2 separate regions of the Macaca mulatta genome follow, and region 1 is linked to region 2. The links are chromatin contacts, called in public Hi-C maps. All regions are on one chromosome and are shown on one strand. Each heading gives the region's core, a stretch centred on a gene start, on an enhancer-like site or on the middle of the called end of the contact. The rest is flanking DNA. Distances are from core to core; before and after follow the strand shown. Region 1 holds the start of TIMM29 (translocase of inner mitochondrial membrane 29). Region 2 holds the start of CARM1 (coactivator associated arginine methyltransferase 1).

Evidence for each region. A called contact is a pair of places that touch in the nucleus more often than the background predicts.
Region 1: a contact with region 2 is called in a Hi-C map of fetal cortex germinal zone, with 2.4 times the contacts expected there. The contact joins the promoter of TIMM29 here to the promoter of CARM1 in region 2. A contact is called at or near these places in 5 of 14 Hi-C or Micro-C datasets (blood, cortical neurons, fetal cortex germinal zone and 2 more).

Annotation. Positions count from the first base shown.
Region 1 is chr19:11,665,010-11,668,577 of T2T-MMU8v2.0, forward strand. It overlaps TIMM29 (translocase of inner mitochondrial membrane 29), which reads left to right and starts at 1,337. Exons shown (of 2, transcript NM_001194256.3): 1 at 1,337-1,509; 2 at 1,586-2,579. The coding sequence starts at 1,416. The coding sequence ends at 2,274. YIPF2 (Yip1 domain family member 2) reads right to left here and starts at 1,219. Exons shown (of 9, transcript XM_077977432.1): 1 at 1,105-1,219; 2 at 974-1,034; 3 at 391-551; 4 at 225-308. The coding sequence starts at 1,004. It overlaps LOC144336674 (a long non-coding RNA gene), which reads right to left. Exons shown (of 2, transcript XR_013408932.1): 2 at 2,418-2,887.
Region 2 is chr19:11,606,966-11,610,497 of T2T-MMU8v2.0, forward strand. CARM1 (coactivator associated arginine methyltransferase 1) reads left to right here and starts at 1,908. Exons shown (of 15, transcript XM_028839835.2): 1 at 1,908-2,259. The coding sequence starts at 2,040.

The DNA of each region.
Region 1 (3,568 bases), core at 87-2,586, 57 kb after region 2:
CCAATTCCTCACGTCCTCCACGAGGTCTTCCTCTAACCCACGAGATTGTGTGTGTCCCCTGTGTTCCTACAGTCCCGATCCATAACCAGTCCCACCATAACCCTTTGAGAGCACCACAGTTCCTTCACCCGCACTCGCCATCACCAGCACCCTGCCCAGGGAAAGTGTGGCTGAACCCTGAGCATAACTCTGAGCCCCACCTCACCTGCCTCCCCAGGCCTGACCTGTGAGGTGTCCACGTCAAAGAAGCTCTGATAGTAGCTGAAGGTCCAGAATCCGGGCTGCTGCTGCTGCTTCTCCTGCAGGAGCTGCACATTGCGGGCATTCAGCGCCTGCCCCGACAGCGTGGATCAGCTGGGAGCTGCACAGAGGCAGGACACAGGGACTCACCGCGGCCTTGTCACTCTCCTCCTCCACCTCATCCTCGGCTCCATAGCTGCCACCTGAGCCCACGGCCACAGCCACGTGCCCTTGTGGGGTCAGCTGATCACTTCTGCTGGTTGTGGCTGCATCTGGGGTCTCAGCCAGAAGATTAGTGGCCTCCTCGAATTCTGTGGAGCAGGGACATGGGACACACGCACGCTTGAGGGGTGGAAAGAATTCGACTGGGCTCCAGCCAAGTCAATGCTCATCTGGGAGCGGAGGCTCTGCTAAGCCACTGATCTCCCCCAAGGTGGGGGGCCCAACTTCCTCAGTTTGGAGGCATCCGGAGGGCGTCTGTTCCCTTCCTCCTAAAGTGGAACTGCAACTTAGGGTTGGCCCTGGGATGGGGTCAGGGTCTGGAGACATGAGGCTCGGGTTTGAGGTCTGAGTTCAGGGTGGGGGCGGGGTTCGGGTCAGGGATGGGTCTCCCTCCTGGGTCAGGGTTCACAGCCGCCTAGGGTTCGGGGTAGAGAAGTTGGAAGCCGCATGGGGGGTAGGTTCTGGCAAGGGGCGGGAGTAGGAGATCCGGCCTCGTCGGGGCCGCACTCACCGTGGAAGGTCAGCTCGTCAGCCGATGCCATGGTCGTTCAGGGGCGTCTCCGCATCCCTCGCTGAGGACAGAGACCGGTCAGGCACGCTCCCCCCACGCCCGCACGCCGGTCCCTCGGCCCCCAGCCCTACCTGGCGGCCAGCTGCACCCACGGAAGCTTGAACTCGTCGCCCCGTCGCCACAGGTGCGCTCCGCCCTCCTCACCGGAGGCCACCTGGGCCGGCGTGGCTGGGGCTCTCTGCGACTGCGCAGCTGGCCTACCCGTCAGAATCTACCCGACTCGGACCGGACAGCAACATCCGGCGCCGGTCCTCTTTCTATCCTTTCCCGCTGGGAAGCCACTTCCGGTAAAGTTGGCGCTTGCGCAGAAGCGCCTCCCGGGCTTTTAACTTCGGGTATCAAGAGTTTCTTTCCGGAGCAAGGACCCCCAAGACGGAAGAGGATGGCCGCGGCGGCTCTGAGGAGATTTTGGTCCCGGCGCCGCGCAGAGGCGGGCGACGCTGCAGCGGCGAAGCCGGGAGTGTGGGCGCGGCTGGGTGAGTAGCGGCGGAAGGCGGCAGGGTGAGTGGCCGCCGCTGCCAGATCACTCTTACCGCGCTCCTCTCCCCTCAGGGTCCTGGGCCCGCGCGCTGTTCCGGGACTACGCCGAGGCCTGCAGGGACGCGGCGGCGGAGGCTAGTGCCCGGCCGGGGCGCGCGGCCGTGTATGTGGGGCTGCTGGGCGGCGCGGCGGCCTGCTTCACGCTGGCGCCTAGCGAGGGTGCTTTCGAGGAGGCGCTGCTGGAGGCGTCGGGGACCCTCCTGCTGCTGGCGCCGGCCACCCGCAACCGCGAGTCCGAAGCCTTCGTGCAGCGGCTGCTCTGGCTGCGGGGCCGTGGCCGCCTGCGCCACGTCAACCTAGGGCTCTGCTCCCTGGTGTACGAGGCGCCCTTCGACGCCCAGGCCAGCCTCTACCAGGCGCGCTGCCGCTACCTGCAGCCCCGCTGGACCGACTTCCCCGGCCGGGTCCTGGACGTGGGCTTCGTGGGTCGCTGGTGGGTGCTGGGGGCCCGGATGCGCGACTGCGACATCAACGACGACGAATTCCTGCACCTGCCGGCGCATTTGCGGGTGGTCGGGCCCCAGCAGCTGCATTCCGAGACCAACGAGCGGCTCTTCGATGAGAAGTACAAGCCTGTCGTGCTCACCGACGATCAGGTGGACCAGGCGCTGTGGGAGGAGCAGGTCTTGCAGAAGGAAAAAAAGGACAGGCTCGCCCTGAGCCAGGCCCACTCGCTGGTGCAGGCGGAGGCCCCGAGATGAAACCCGGAGGCCCCCGAGTCCTGGCAAACTGCTTGCCTGGGGTAGTGCAGCTGTGAGTGTGCCTCACCTGCAGAACAACTGAGACAGATGATGTGCAAAGTGTTTTCTCACTGGATTTGCGCAAGTTTGGGGAGCCTTTCTGCCCCCCGTCTTTGTTCTTTATTAGCTGAAGCTAATTCCGAGCCACCTTGGTCCAGGAGTTGGGACAGCAGAACGACTTGACACATGTTCATCACTGGCAGAGCTGGTCATGAGCCTTTTATATAAGCCTTTTTCATTGGGCCTCAGAGGCCCTCCTTAAGGAGGTACCACAGTGGTCAGGTGACTTGCAAACTCTTCTAAGACCACTTAGATTCTCTTTTTAAAGTTTGGGTTGTGGCCTGGCGTGGTGATGCACGTCTGTAATCCCAGCATTTTCCAAATTGAGGCAAGAGGATCGCTTGAGGCCAGCCCGAGTAACATAGCAAGACTCCGACGCTACAAAAAAAGAATAATAATTAACTAAATAAAATTTGAGCTGAAATGTTTTTATTCTGTGATCTGTTCTCTTTCGTTTTGTTTTGTTTTCCTTTTTTTTTTTTTTTTTTTTTTTTTTTTGAGACGGAGTCTCACCCTGTCGCCCAGGCTGGAGTGCAGTGGCGCCATCTCGGCTCACTGCAAGCTCCGCCTCCCGGGTTCCCGCCATTCTCCGGCCTCAGCCTCCCGAGTAGCTGGGACTACAGGCGCCCGCCACTGCGCCCGGCTAATTTTTTTTTCTATTTTTAGTAGAGACGGGGTTTCACCATGGTCTCGATCTCCTGACCTTGTGATCCGCCCGCCTCGGCCTTCCAAAGTGCTGGGATTACAGGCGTGAGCCACCGCGCCCGGCCTTTTTTTTTTTTTTTTTGAGACGGAGTCTGGCTCTGTCACCCAGGCTGGAGTGCAGTGGCCCGATCTCGGCTCACTGCAAGCTCCGCCTCCCGGGTTTACACCATTCTCCTGCCTCAGCCTCCCGAGTAGCTGGGACTACAGGCGCCCGCCACCTCGCCCGGCTAGTTTTTTGTATTTTTTAGTAGAGACAGGGTTTCACCGTGTTAGCCAAGATGGTCTCGATCTCCTGACCTCGTGATCCGCCCGTCTCGGCCTCCCAAAGTGCTGGGATTACAGGCTTGAGCCACCGCGCCCGGCCTGTTTTTGTTTTTTTGAGACAGGGTCTTGCTCTGTCTCCCCGGCTGGAGTGCAGTGGCGCCATCTCGGCTCACTGCAACCTCTGCCTCCCAGGTTCAAGCGATTCTCCTGCCTCAGCCTCTGGAGT
Region 2 (3,532 bases), core at 658-3,157:
CTGTGATGGCACCACTGCACTCCAGCTTGGGCAACACAGTGAGACCCTGTCTCAAAAAACAAAAGGGGGGCCGGGCGCGGTGGCTCAAGCCTGTAATCCCAGCACTTTGGGAGGCCGAGACGGGCGGATCACGAGGTCAGGAGATCGAGACCATCCTGGCTAACACGGTGAAACCCCGTCTCTACTAATAAATACAAAAAACTAGCCGGGCGAGGTGGCGGGCGCCTGTAGTCCCGGCTACTCGGGAGGCTGAGGCAGGAGAATGGCGTAAACCCGGGAGGTGGGGCTTACGGTGAGCTGAGATCCGGCCACTGCACTCCAGCCTGGGCGACACAGCGAGACTCTGTCTCAAAAAAAAAAAAAAAAAAAAATACAAAAAAACTAGCCGGGCAAGGTGGCGGGCGCCTGTAGTCCCAGCTACTCGGGAGGCCGAGGCAGGAGAATGGCATAAACCCGGGAGGCAGAGCTTGCAGTGAGCTGAGATCCGGCCACTGCACTCCAGCCTGGGCGACAGAGCAAGACTCCGTCTCAAAAAACAAAAAAAAAAAACAAAACCAAAAAAAAAACAAAAGGGGCCGTGCACAGTGGCTCATGCTTGTAGTCTCAGCACTTTGGGAGGCCGAGACGGGCAGATCACCTGAAGTCAGGAGTTGAAGACCAGCCTGACCAACATGGTGAAACCCCGTCTCTACTAAAAATTAAAAAATTGCTGGGCGTCGCTACTAAAAATTAAAAAATGCCTGTAGTACCAGCTACTCGGGAGGCTGAGGCAGGAGAATCACTGGAACCCAGGAGGTGGACGTTGCAGTGAGCCGAGATGGAGCCATTGCATTGCAGCCTGGGCGACAGAGCGAGACTCCGTCTCAAAAAAAGAAAAAAAGAATGAGGCGTAAATGAGGTCTAGGGAAGAGTTAAAGCTGGGGCTGGGAAGTGGCCCAAGCCCAAAAGGGATGGAGTCACCCAAAATGAAGGGGGATGCGGAGAGAAGACGGGTTCGTGTGGTGGGAGAGGGGCCCTGCGCCTGGCCCGGCGGGACTCAGCAATGTTGGAGGAGGGGCTCAGAGGGGAGGAGGTCAAAGGATATCTTGTGCGAAAGGAGACAAACATTAAGGATTAAGAAGGGAGTGTGGGCAGAGATGATGGGGAAGGGAGGAGGATCGGTCGAGTGTCGGGGAGGTGTCCTTTCAACCCGGCTCAGGTTGCGCCTGGAGGCCAGGGCTCATCGGAAATGGTCGGTGCGCGGGGCCGGGGTAAGAGGTTGGGGCCAAGGGGTGGGGGCGTGTCCCGGGCGCTGGCCACGCCTTTTCCCCCGCCCGTCCCCAGAGCGGGGCGCCTGACAAAGCGAGTCCGGGTGGGAGGGCGCGGACAGGTACGGGGGCGGGGCCTCGTCGCGGCTGGGCCCCGCCTCCCTGCGGGCTGCCTCACAAAGCCGAGAGGGCGCGAGGGGCGGGGCCCGGTCTCAGGGGCGTGTCCATGTCGGGGCAGGGAAGCCGCATCACGAAGCGCGGCTGCTCCTGCGGGGCGGGGCCCAGGGCGTGTTCGCGCGACCGAGCACCGCCCCCGCCATTCCAGCACAGCCTCAATCGAAAGCAGCCGTTAATGAGGCGCCAGCCTGGGGGCGGGGCCCAGTCTTCCGAGGGGCGTGTCCTCGCGCCCGAGCACCGCCCCCGACGTACCCTCCCGCCCCGCAGTTCCCGGGCGGTGGAGCCACCTCACAAAGCGGCGACCGTTCTCGCGGGGCGGGGCGAGGCCGGTCCCGCCCCACGGGGCGCCCTCTCGCTCGCTCACTAGCTCCCCGCACCGAGGGCGGCCAGCAGGGGGCGCTGCGCCACGGGGCCGGGTCGCGGCGACGGTGGCGGTGGCGGCGGCAGCGGCGGCGGTGAGGCGGCGCGTGGCCGGCAGGCGGCGCTGCCCGGCTCGGCCTCGGCCTCGGCCTGCACGGCGGCGGCGGCAGCGGCGGCGGTAGCGGCGGCGGCAGCGGCGGCGGCCTGGGCCCGGGCGCAGCGGCGGCGGCGGCGGGGCCTGGAGCCGGATCTAAGATGGCAGCGGCGGCGGCGGCGGTGGGGCCGGGCGCGGGCGGCGCGGGGTCGGCGGTCCCGGGCGGCGCGGGGCCCTGCGCGGCCGTGTCGGTGTTCCCCGGCGCCCGCCTCCTCACCATCGGCGACGCGAACGGCGAGATCCAGCGGCACGCGGAGCAGCAGGCGCTGCGCCTCGAGGTGCGCGCTGGCCCGGACGCGGCGGGCATCGCCCTCTACAGCCGTGAGTACGGGGCCCCGGGGCGGGCGCAGGGCCGGGGCTGCGCACGAGGCCGGCCCGGGGCGGGGGCCGGCGGGGAGGGGCCCTGAGCGCGGGGGCCTGGCGTGGGGTCCCTGGGGCCGAGCCGGTGGCCCGCAGGGAGGGAGCGTGGAGGGCCGGTGCCAGGGGACAGAGAAAAGAGGGCGTGCTTGGTGGCTGGAGGGGCGAGGTGCCCAGAGTGAGCAGGGAAGCGCGAAATGGGGAGTGAGGGGCCAGAGATTTGGGAGGGATGGGTGGGCAGGAAGTGGGGGGCTCTGAGTGGAAGGGGAATTTGGAGGACGCCAGGCGTGGGGGGCTTAAGCGTGGGGGAGGGAGGCCCGGGGTGCGGGAGAGGTGGGTGTCTCGGGGGCGGGTGTGGCCGCCTCTGCAGGGAGGAGGGTGGGGCGTGGGCGGCCCGGGATCCCTCTGGGGACCCCCTGGATAGCTCAGGACGGTCGGAAAGTGTTCGCTGGTCTGTGGCGCCCGGGAGGACCGAGTTCCACCGCTGTGCGAGGCGTGGTGTTCAGGACCCCTGAGTGGGAAACTTAGGGACCTGAGGAGAGGGCCTATGCGAGGACGGTGGGAGACGCAGGATGAGCTCCTCGTGGAAACGTGGACGGGACGGGCCCCTTCCTGATGCCGGGCTTCGAAGCAAGGGGTAACAGCCTCCTCCCGTCTTCTTTTGGGGGATGTGAGAAGCTGGTTACATTTTCCGAAGCTGCTTTCAAAACTGACATTTCACTATGGGGGAAAGAAAATCACAAATGTGTTTGCCAGCACCCCCCACCCCCGCTCCCAGTCTTTGTAGTTCATTCTTCTTGTTACTCCTTTTCTTATCTGTTTTCTTTGATTCCTCGTTCACATTTTGCTACTCTGTGTCATTTGGCTTTGTCTCTCGGGGCTTCTTGCACTGATGCCCCGGGGAACCCCTCAGGAGGCCTCTAGCTGGCTTGGGTCCTGTGTGAATTTTTTGCCACTTTGGGAACAGCCCGATTAAAGGAAAGCCCGAGGAGCAGTCCGTTCACACTGGGTTTTCCCTGCACCTCGACTTTGAAAACGTGGACTAAAGGAGTTGTGTCTGCCACCCGAGGGTGCCGTCCCTTTTTGCTGGGGCAGAGCCTGGGTCTTCTTGACCCAGATGAGAAGAGGGAAGGAGGGTATTTCAGAGTTCTAGGCAGACACTCAGCTCAGCAGAACCCCAGATCATAAGCAAAACCTATTCACTGGGCAAGCATTGGTAGCCAACTCTGTCCTGAAC